Linked DNA regions of Mus musculus: region 1 is linked to region 2. Evidence: chromatin contacts called from public promoter capture Hi-C data. All regions are on one chromosome and are shown on one strand. Each heading gives the region's core, a stretch centred on a gene start, on an enhancer-like site or on the middle of the called end of the contact. The rest is flanking DNA. Distances are from core to core; before and after follow the strand shown. Region 1 has its middle 18 kb from the start of Ier3. Region 2 has its middle 4.6 kb from the start of H2-D1.

What was found. Promoter capture Hi-C pulls out the DNA fragments that hold promoters and counts their contacts.
Region 1: a contact with region 2 is called in a promoter capture Hi-C map of liver, with 2.4 times the contacts expected there. The contact joins two enhancer-like sites. A contact is called at or near these places in 3 of 39 promoter capture datasets (cranial neural crest and liver) and 3 of 115 datasets of contacts at active chromatin or transcription factors (bone marrow-derived macrophages, microglia and pancreatic cancer cells).

Annotation. Positions count from the first base shown.
Region 1 is chr17:35,802,064-35,805,910 of GRCm38.p6, forward strand. No RefSeq gene overlaps it. Among named protein-coding and RNA genes, the nearest start is that of Ier3, 18 kb to the right of the region's middle. Within about 2 kb of position 2,183, at least 19 of the 459 cell types and tissues checked have an H3K27ac peak or open chromatin away from gene starts, as enhancers often do. A contact at or near this core is called in liver, where this site is marked.
Region 2 is chr17:35,256,781-35,260,297 of GRCm38.p6, forward strand. No RefSeq gene overlaps it. Among named protein-coding and RNA genes, the nearest start is that of H2-D1, 4.6 kb to the right of the region's middle. Within about 2 kb of position 1,566, at least 185 of the 459 cell types and tissues checked have an H3K27ac peak or open chromatin away from gene starts, as enhancers often do. A contact at or near this core is called in liver, where this site is marked.

The sequences.
Region 1 (3,847 bases), core at 933-3,432, 550 kb after region 2:
GCTCACTGCGGCTTCTCAACCAGTCAGCCATGACTTCCCTCAAAGGCCAACAACTCTGAAGAAAAACAAGTCGACCTTTTGTCCTACTCATTGTCCTTCAACCTTTTTCCTTTGACTTCCGGTCCTAACAAAGGGCCACTTACCTCTCAAGGCGCTTCCCTTACCAGCGTCTTCTCCCACCCACCTTCCCTCCAGGCATGCCAATTGTCACCCCTCTGTCCATCGGTGACCCTCTAAGAGCTCCAAGCTTGTTCATAATGTCACCTGTGTGCCACTGTCCTCAAGTCTGAGTGTCTAATCCCTTTCTTCAGGTGTGGCCAACCTTGGGCCTCCAAGTTCTCGCTGGCTCCAGGTTGCCAGTTATTTATTTCCTTATAGCCTCCGCTCCAACACACTCAGTATGGATGCTCTGCCCAGCTGACATTTGGGCCAAGATCCTGTTTCCAGCTGGTGCACTCCGCTGCCCCTTCTTAGCAGCCTCTCTGGGATATGCTCCCAACAGACCTTAGGCAATGCCTCTTGTGCTTGCGTGTGCACATATGTGTGTGTGTGCATGTACATGCATGTGAGCACACACACACATGGCCCTTGCACTAAGGTGAACCTAACCCCTGAGTGTGCACCAGCTAGGCTGTTTATTCTTGGTCTCTAACTCCTGAGTGTTACCTCCAGTAAATCCCTTGAACACGAGTCCCTGCTCGTGATTGTACTTCCTGGTAACCCAGTCTCAAACACCTACCAAGCCATGTTCCTTTTCCTTTCTCCTCAAGCCTACCCCTCGAGGCCCATAACCTGAAGTTCATCATGAGACCAACCATCTATCCCAATGTGTTTCCTAGCAACTGCTTCCCGCATCTCATCTCTTTGCTTCTGTGTCTCCTCCTTCCGGCCAGCTCATGGAGACAATGTCCTTCTCTGGCTACTTCTTCTGTCTCTTCCCCCCTCCTTCAGGTTCAGCACACACGTGTGTCAGATTAAAATTCTAAAATGCCTCTGATTTGTCTCCCTACAGAAAAGTTCACTGCCTGGAGCAGCCAAATGGCAAGAGATAAAAGATTCTTTTGTCTGCTTTCCAAGATCCTCGGAGAGAGGCGGACCTCCACCTTGTTTACTTAACTTCATTTGTCTGTATTCCTGTCTCGATTCCAGTCAGACCCTTCATAGTACAAACTCCCTTCCTTCCTGGAACCCCAACTTGCCTTTCCCTCTCCTACAGGTTTCCGAGTACTGCTCCTTCGTGGGTGGGGTGGCCAGCTGCCTAGGCCATCCCAGGATCCACCCTCCTCTTCCCAGTTTCCCCAGGACACACAGCCAACTGCAATTCAATCCTCTCTAGGCCTCCACCTGAAGCCAGATGGGGCTCAGGACTTCATTTCAGTCCCTTTGAAATATGCACAGCCATGACTTTCTTCTGTCAGTGATCCTAAGAGGAGTGTGGTCGGGCAGTGGTGGCGCATGCTTTTAATCCCAGCACTTGGGAGGCAGAGGCAGGTGGATTTCTGAGTTCAAGGCCAGCCTGGTCTACTGAGTGAGTTCCAGGATAGCCAGGGCTACACAGAGAAACCCTGTCTCAAAAAACCAAAAACCAAACAAACAAACAAAAAAAAAGGATTTGAATTCCTAAGAAGAGTGTGTCCCACCTACTAGCAGGAGGGTGGAACTCAAGCTGCCATCTTGTGTGGGCCTTCCTATTCTCTTGGATCGTCAACCGATTCAATTCAAGAAGGCAGTGGGAGCCAAGAAGAGTAAGGGTAGGAAGCCATGTGAGTATGAACTGTGAATGACCACACCGGAACCAGCTATAAGGAGGCAGATCCACTTTACCTGGGATGATTCCAGGCTTATAAGGTTTTGGAGGACTTGGGGTAGGAACACTCAGAATAGCAAAGTTCATGGGCTGGAAGCTTAGGGTGTCAGGAATGCCTCATTGGCATGAAGAAGCATTTCAAGAATCTCAGGTACTAGCTGAACAGATTTATCAGGAGAAAGAAAAGTGCTCTGTAATCTAACTGAGGCTACTTGACATTCCTCAGGTAGAGGTATGTGTGAGAGCTTAGAATTCCCCAGACAAGGTCAGAGAGGGAAAATCCTGCCAATGAAGGGAATCTCCAATGTTGTGCAGAGGTTATCCGGTCTTAGTGGACTTTGACCTACATTAGCAGTTTTCCCACAGTCTTGATCCACGCAGATTCTATTCTGCCAGACGCTGAGGATAGTGAGGCCACGGCTAGAGCAGCTGCCCTCACTGATCTGCCTTTATCTGGACTTTGTTTCTGTCATGGAGAAGTATGTTTGTAGCTAGAGTTTATAGCTGTCCCACTCACAGCCAAACCTCTCCTGTCTGGCACACAGTCCTCCACTGCTCAGCTCACATCTATGAAGGAAAGAAAGGACCAAAGTGTCTGCCTGGGATCAGGGTGGAGGGGCCCTGATTTGCTTCACTTCTGATTTCTGTGCTATAAACGCTTGTATCTAGGTCAGCTCTAAGTTGAGAGATGATTCCGAGGGTCAGGGCACTTGTCACCAAACCTGAAAACCTGAGTTCAATTCCTGGAACACACAGTAAAAGGAAAAACTCAACTCTTCTTGGTTATCTGTGTGCATACCACGGCATACACTCACATAAATAATCAGAGTAAAAAAATAAGGAGAGATGACTCCATTGTTAAAAGCTCGTATTGCTTTTTTCAGAGGACTGGGGTTTGGTTCCTAGTGCCATGTGGCAGTTCACAACTGCCTGTAATCCCGGTCCCAGAGGACTCAACCCCTTCCTCTGGCCTCCTTGGGTACCAAGCATGTATGTATGTGCTTGCATACAGAAGTCATACACGCCGGGCGTGGTGGCGCACTCCTTTAATCCCAGCACTTGGGAGGCAGAGGCAGGAGGATTTCTGAATTTGAGGCCAGCCTGATCTACAGAGTGAGGTCCAGGACAGCCAGGGCTACAGAGAAACCCTGTCTTGAAATGCCCCCCCTCAGCCGGGCGTGGTGGCGCACGCCTTTAATCCCAGCACTCGGGAGGCAGAGGCAGGCGGATTTCTGAGTTCGAGGCCAGCCTGGTCTACAAAGTGAGCTCCAGGACAGCCAGGGCTATACAGAGAAACCCTGTCTCGAAAAACCAAAAAACCCAAAAACCCAAAAAAAAAAAAAAAGAAAAAAAAAAAAAGAAATGCCCCCCCCCAAAAAAAGAAGAAGTCATACACATAAAAATAAATACATATTTTAAAATAATAATTAAAATAGCCTTAAATTGTCAACATGGTGTATCACGTAGCTCTGGGGAGCTGACATGGCCAACTCTAGCATACACCAGTGAACAACAAGGGCTAGAGGAAGACAGACAACTGACACAGCTTACCACACACACTCCTCACAACAAACACTTTCCACGCAGGGTCTCCCTCAATCTTTATGTTCAGCACTGAGAGTAAGTAAAGCTAAACTTGTTTAACACTCATCATTTTAGGAAAACTTCAGCACAGAGGGCTGGAGAGGTAACTTAGTGATTAAACGCATTGGTTGCTCTTCCAGAGGACCCAGGTTCAATTCCCAGCACCCACACAGTAGCTCACAACTGCCTAAAATTCCAGTTCCAGAGGATCTGCTCTGAAGGATCTGAGCTCATGTGCGGCACATAAGCTCACACAATTATACACACATTCAATTAGAAATAAAATTCAATTCAAATAGAAGGTTAGAAAAATAAATAATTCAGGAGGTGGTGATGCATAACTTTAATCCCACACTCAGGAAGTAGAAGTGTCATTTCTCTGAGTTCAAGGCCAGCCTGGGCTACAGAGCGAGTTTCTGGACAACTAGGCCTACAGAGAAACACCCTGTCTCAAAA
Region 2 (3,517 bases), core at 316-2,815:
CATCCAGTGACGTGTGTGTGTGTGTGTGTGTGTGCGTGTGCGTGTGCGTGTGTGTATAAGAGAGAGAGGGGGGGGGGCCGGGTGTGGTGGCGCACGCCTTTAATCCCAGCACTTGGTAGGCAGAGGCAGGCGGATTTCTTGAGTTCGAGGCCAGCCTGGTCTACAAAGTGAGTGCCAGGACAGCCAGGGCCACAGAGAAACCCTGTCTCGAAAAACAAAAACAAAAAGAGAGAGAGAGAGAGGGAGAGAGAGAGAGAGAGAGAGTGTGTGTGTGTGTGTGTGTGATTGAGTGTGAGTGTGTGTGAGAGAGAAAAAGTGTGTGTGAGAGAGAGAGAAAATGTGTGTGTGTAAGAGAGAGTGTGTGTGAGAGAGAAAAAGTGTGTGTATGAGAGAGAGAGTGTGTGAGAGTGTGTGTGTGATTGAGTGTGAGTGTGTATGAGAGAGAAAGAGTGTGTGTGAGTGTGTGTACGTGCACACCAGCTCTTGTCTCTGCTCTTTGGAACAGTCCTGAGCTGTCTTGTGTTCACAATGACCCAGGAAACGTGCTCAGAACCCCGGGCCACTGAGAAGAACCTAAGCCATGTTATTTGACAGCAACTGAGATGCAAGCAAGCTTTGCAGTAGTTTGTTAGCATGGCAGCTGGGTTTTCAATGCTCTGCCACATTAATTAATTAATTAACACATCAGCTCCTGCCACTAGGTTCCTTCCATGTTTTGACTTCCTGTCTTGACTTCCTTCAGTGATGAACAGTGATGTGGAAGTATAAGCCAAATAAACTCTCTCGTCCCCAAGATTGCTTGGTCATGTTGTTTACCACAGCAATAGAAACCCTGTGACATGTCACTTGATTTGAGTTCAAGTCTCAGCAACCACATGGTGGCTCACAACCATCTATAATGGAATTTGATGTCCTCTTCTGGTGTGTCTGAAGATAGCTACAGTGTATTCATATGCATAAAATAAGTAAATAAATTTAAAAAGATGTAGAACTCTCTTTCTGCTCCTCCTCCAGTGCCACGCCTGCCTGGATACTGCCTTGATGATAATGGACTGAACCTCTGAACCTGAAAGCCAGCCCCAATTAAATTTGTTCTTTTAAGAGTTTCCTTGGTTATAGTGTCTGTTCACAGCTGTAAAAGTAACTAAGACAGTTACTTACGGGAGTAGGGGCTGACTCAAAGGCAGCTGGAAAGCCAGCCCACGCAACCCACGTGAAGACTCATGACAGCTGGGACCCGGGAACTCTGAGAAACTCAGAGTTGGCCCGCTGGGCTGCTCAGAATCCTCCAGAGGTAACTGGGAGCCAACGCTTGTGGACCAGGCTAGTTTCACTTTCTCAGAAACCTGCTTGTTTACATCCTGAGTCCAACCTTCTCCCTCACCTCCTGGGGGAGGTCTCAATTCTCTGATGTCCAAAAAGCTGCAAGCTCTGGGAAGATGGTGCTTTAGCGGCAAGCTGGCTGCGCTTCCGAGCTTCAGGGCCATTGTTACCCTCAAAGCTTCTGGTCGGCTGCAATACCGATTAGGATTTGTGCCTGCAGTTCCACAGATAGCCTGCAGGCGGCTCTCCTGGTCTATGAAACTATGAGTACACCCACGTGATTTGAACATGACAAGGAAAACAGGAAACCACACTGTTGTCAAAAAGTGTGCCTCTTACCCGGGCGGTGGTGGCGCACGCCTTTAATCCCAGCACTTGGGAGGCAGAGGCAGGCGGATTTCTGAGTCCGAGGCCAGCCTGGTCTACAAAGTGAGTTCCAGGACAGCCAGGGCTATACAGAGAAACCCTGTCTCGAAAAAAAAAAAAAAAAAAAAAAAAGTGTGTCTCTTTCACAACACTTCCAAAATTGTTACAAGCCATTTGGGAAATTCTAGGTCAGCGATGACAACCTTTAAAGAATTTTTAAAAAAAGATTTATGTATTTATTATACACTGTAGCTGTCTTCAGACACACCAGAAGAGGGCATCAGATCTCATTACAGATGGTTGTGAGCCACCATGTGGTTGCTGGGATTTGAACTCAGGACCTCTGGAAAAGCAGTCAGTCCTCTTAACCGCTGAGCCATTTCTCTAGCCCAGAATTTATTATTATAGCCTGTCGAGATGTTATTAAAACCTTGGCATGGTGTCCATGTCTTTAATCCCAGCACTAGGGTGGGGTGGGGACCGAGGCAGGCAGATCTTTGGAGTTCTAGGCCACCTGGGTCTACATAAGAGTTCCAGAACAACTGGAGCTACACAAAACCTTGAAAATAAATAAACATGTGTGTGTGTGTGTGTGTGTGTGTGTGTGTATAAAACCATATCCAAAAATTTATCAGTATGTGTGTTTGCTTAACTCAGATCCTCTGGAAGAGCAGTCAGTGCCCTTAAACGCTTAGCCATCTCGCCAGCCCCCGAGTTCTACATCTTCATTTGAAGGCCGCTAGGGGAAGACCTAGTGTGGTTAGGAGGCTCTCATTGCCCATCCCCACCGTGACACACTTCCTCTAAAAAAGCCATGCCCACTCCAGCAAAGCCACACTTCCTCATAGTGCCACACCCTGGGCCGGCTGTATTCAAACTATCTCAGTTCTCATTACTTGTACTTCTGGTAACCCAGCAAAATCTCACTGGCTCACCAAGGTGGACTTTGGTGCCACTGTTACTTTTGTCTGCCATGGGTTCACATTTTGAGGCGAGAAGAGGGGTGTCAAGTCTACCAGGACAATCCTGTCACACAACATGGGTGTACATTCGAATTTAGCAAGCTGTAAGCAGGGAAAACGGCAGGAGGGGCTGGTGGGTCACAAGGGAGCTGTTCAGATCAGCTCTACCTTTGCTGATAGTTACTCTGATATGGAAACACTCTAAAGGAGGTGCAGGATGCTCAGGGACCCTTACCGTACCACACCAGTGCCAATAAGACTCACCCTGCATCTGTAGATGCACACAGAAATGCCCCTCCACTTACAAGGATTCAGAGAACACCCCAGAAACAGTAGCTGTACTACTTTAAATTAAGCCTGGCTTTCCTGGCTTAGTGCAGCCTGGCTTGTTGCCTGCAGACTGTGCCGATTGGACAGACGAGGATGAGTAAAGATGTCGGCCAGCAAGAGGCAGACCCTCTGCATCCATTCATGAATATGCACTATTGGCTTAGACCTTGGCTCCTTATATCAACCAGGCAATCACAGCCTCTGTTTGATTTACTTAAAGGTGGAAAGGATTCCTTCTCTCTTCTCTCCCAACAGCCAGAGAGATCATTTGTTCTATTAAACACCATGTTACATACACCTGCCTCGCTATGATCCACAACACCCAATCCGGGTCTTCATATTCAAATCTTGCCCTAACGGGGACCCTAGAATGGCTCCATACGCCAACAGGGAGAGCCCCTCAACTACTAACAGAGGTTGACACTTTATCCACTATAATTAGGACAGGAAGAGAGAGCACCTTAAAAGCTATAGGTAAAGAACCTGGTGTAGCCGGGCGTGGTGGCGCAAGCCTTTGATCACAGCACTCGGGAGGC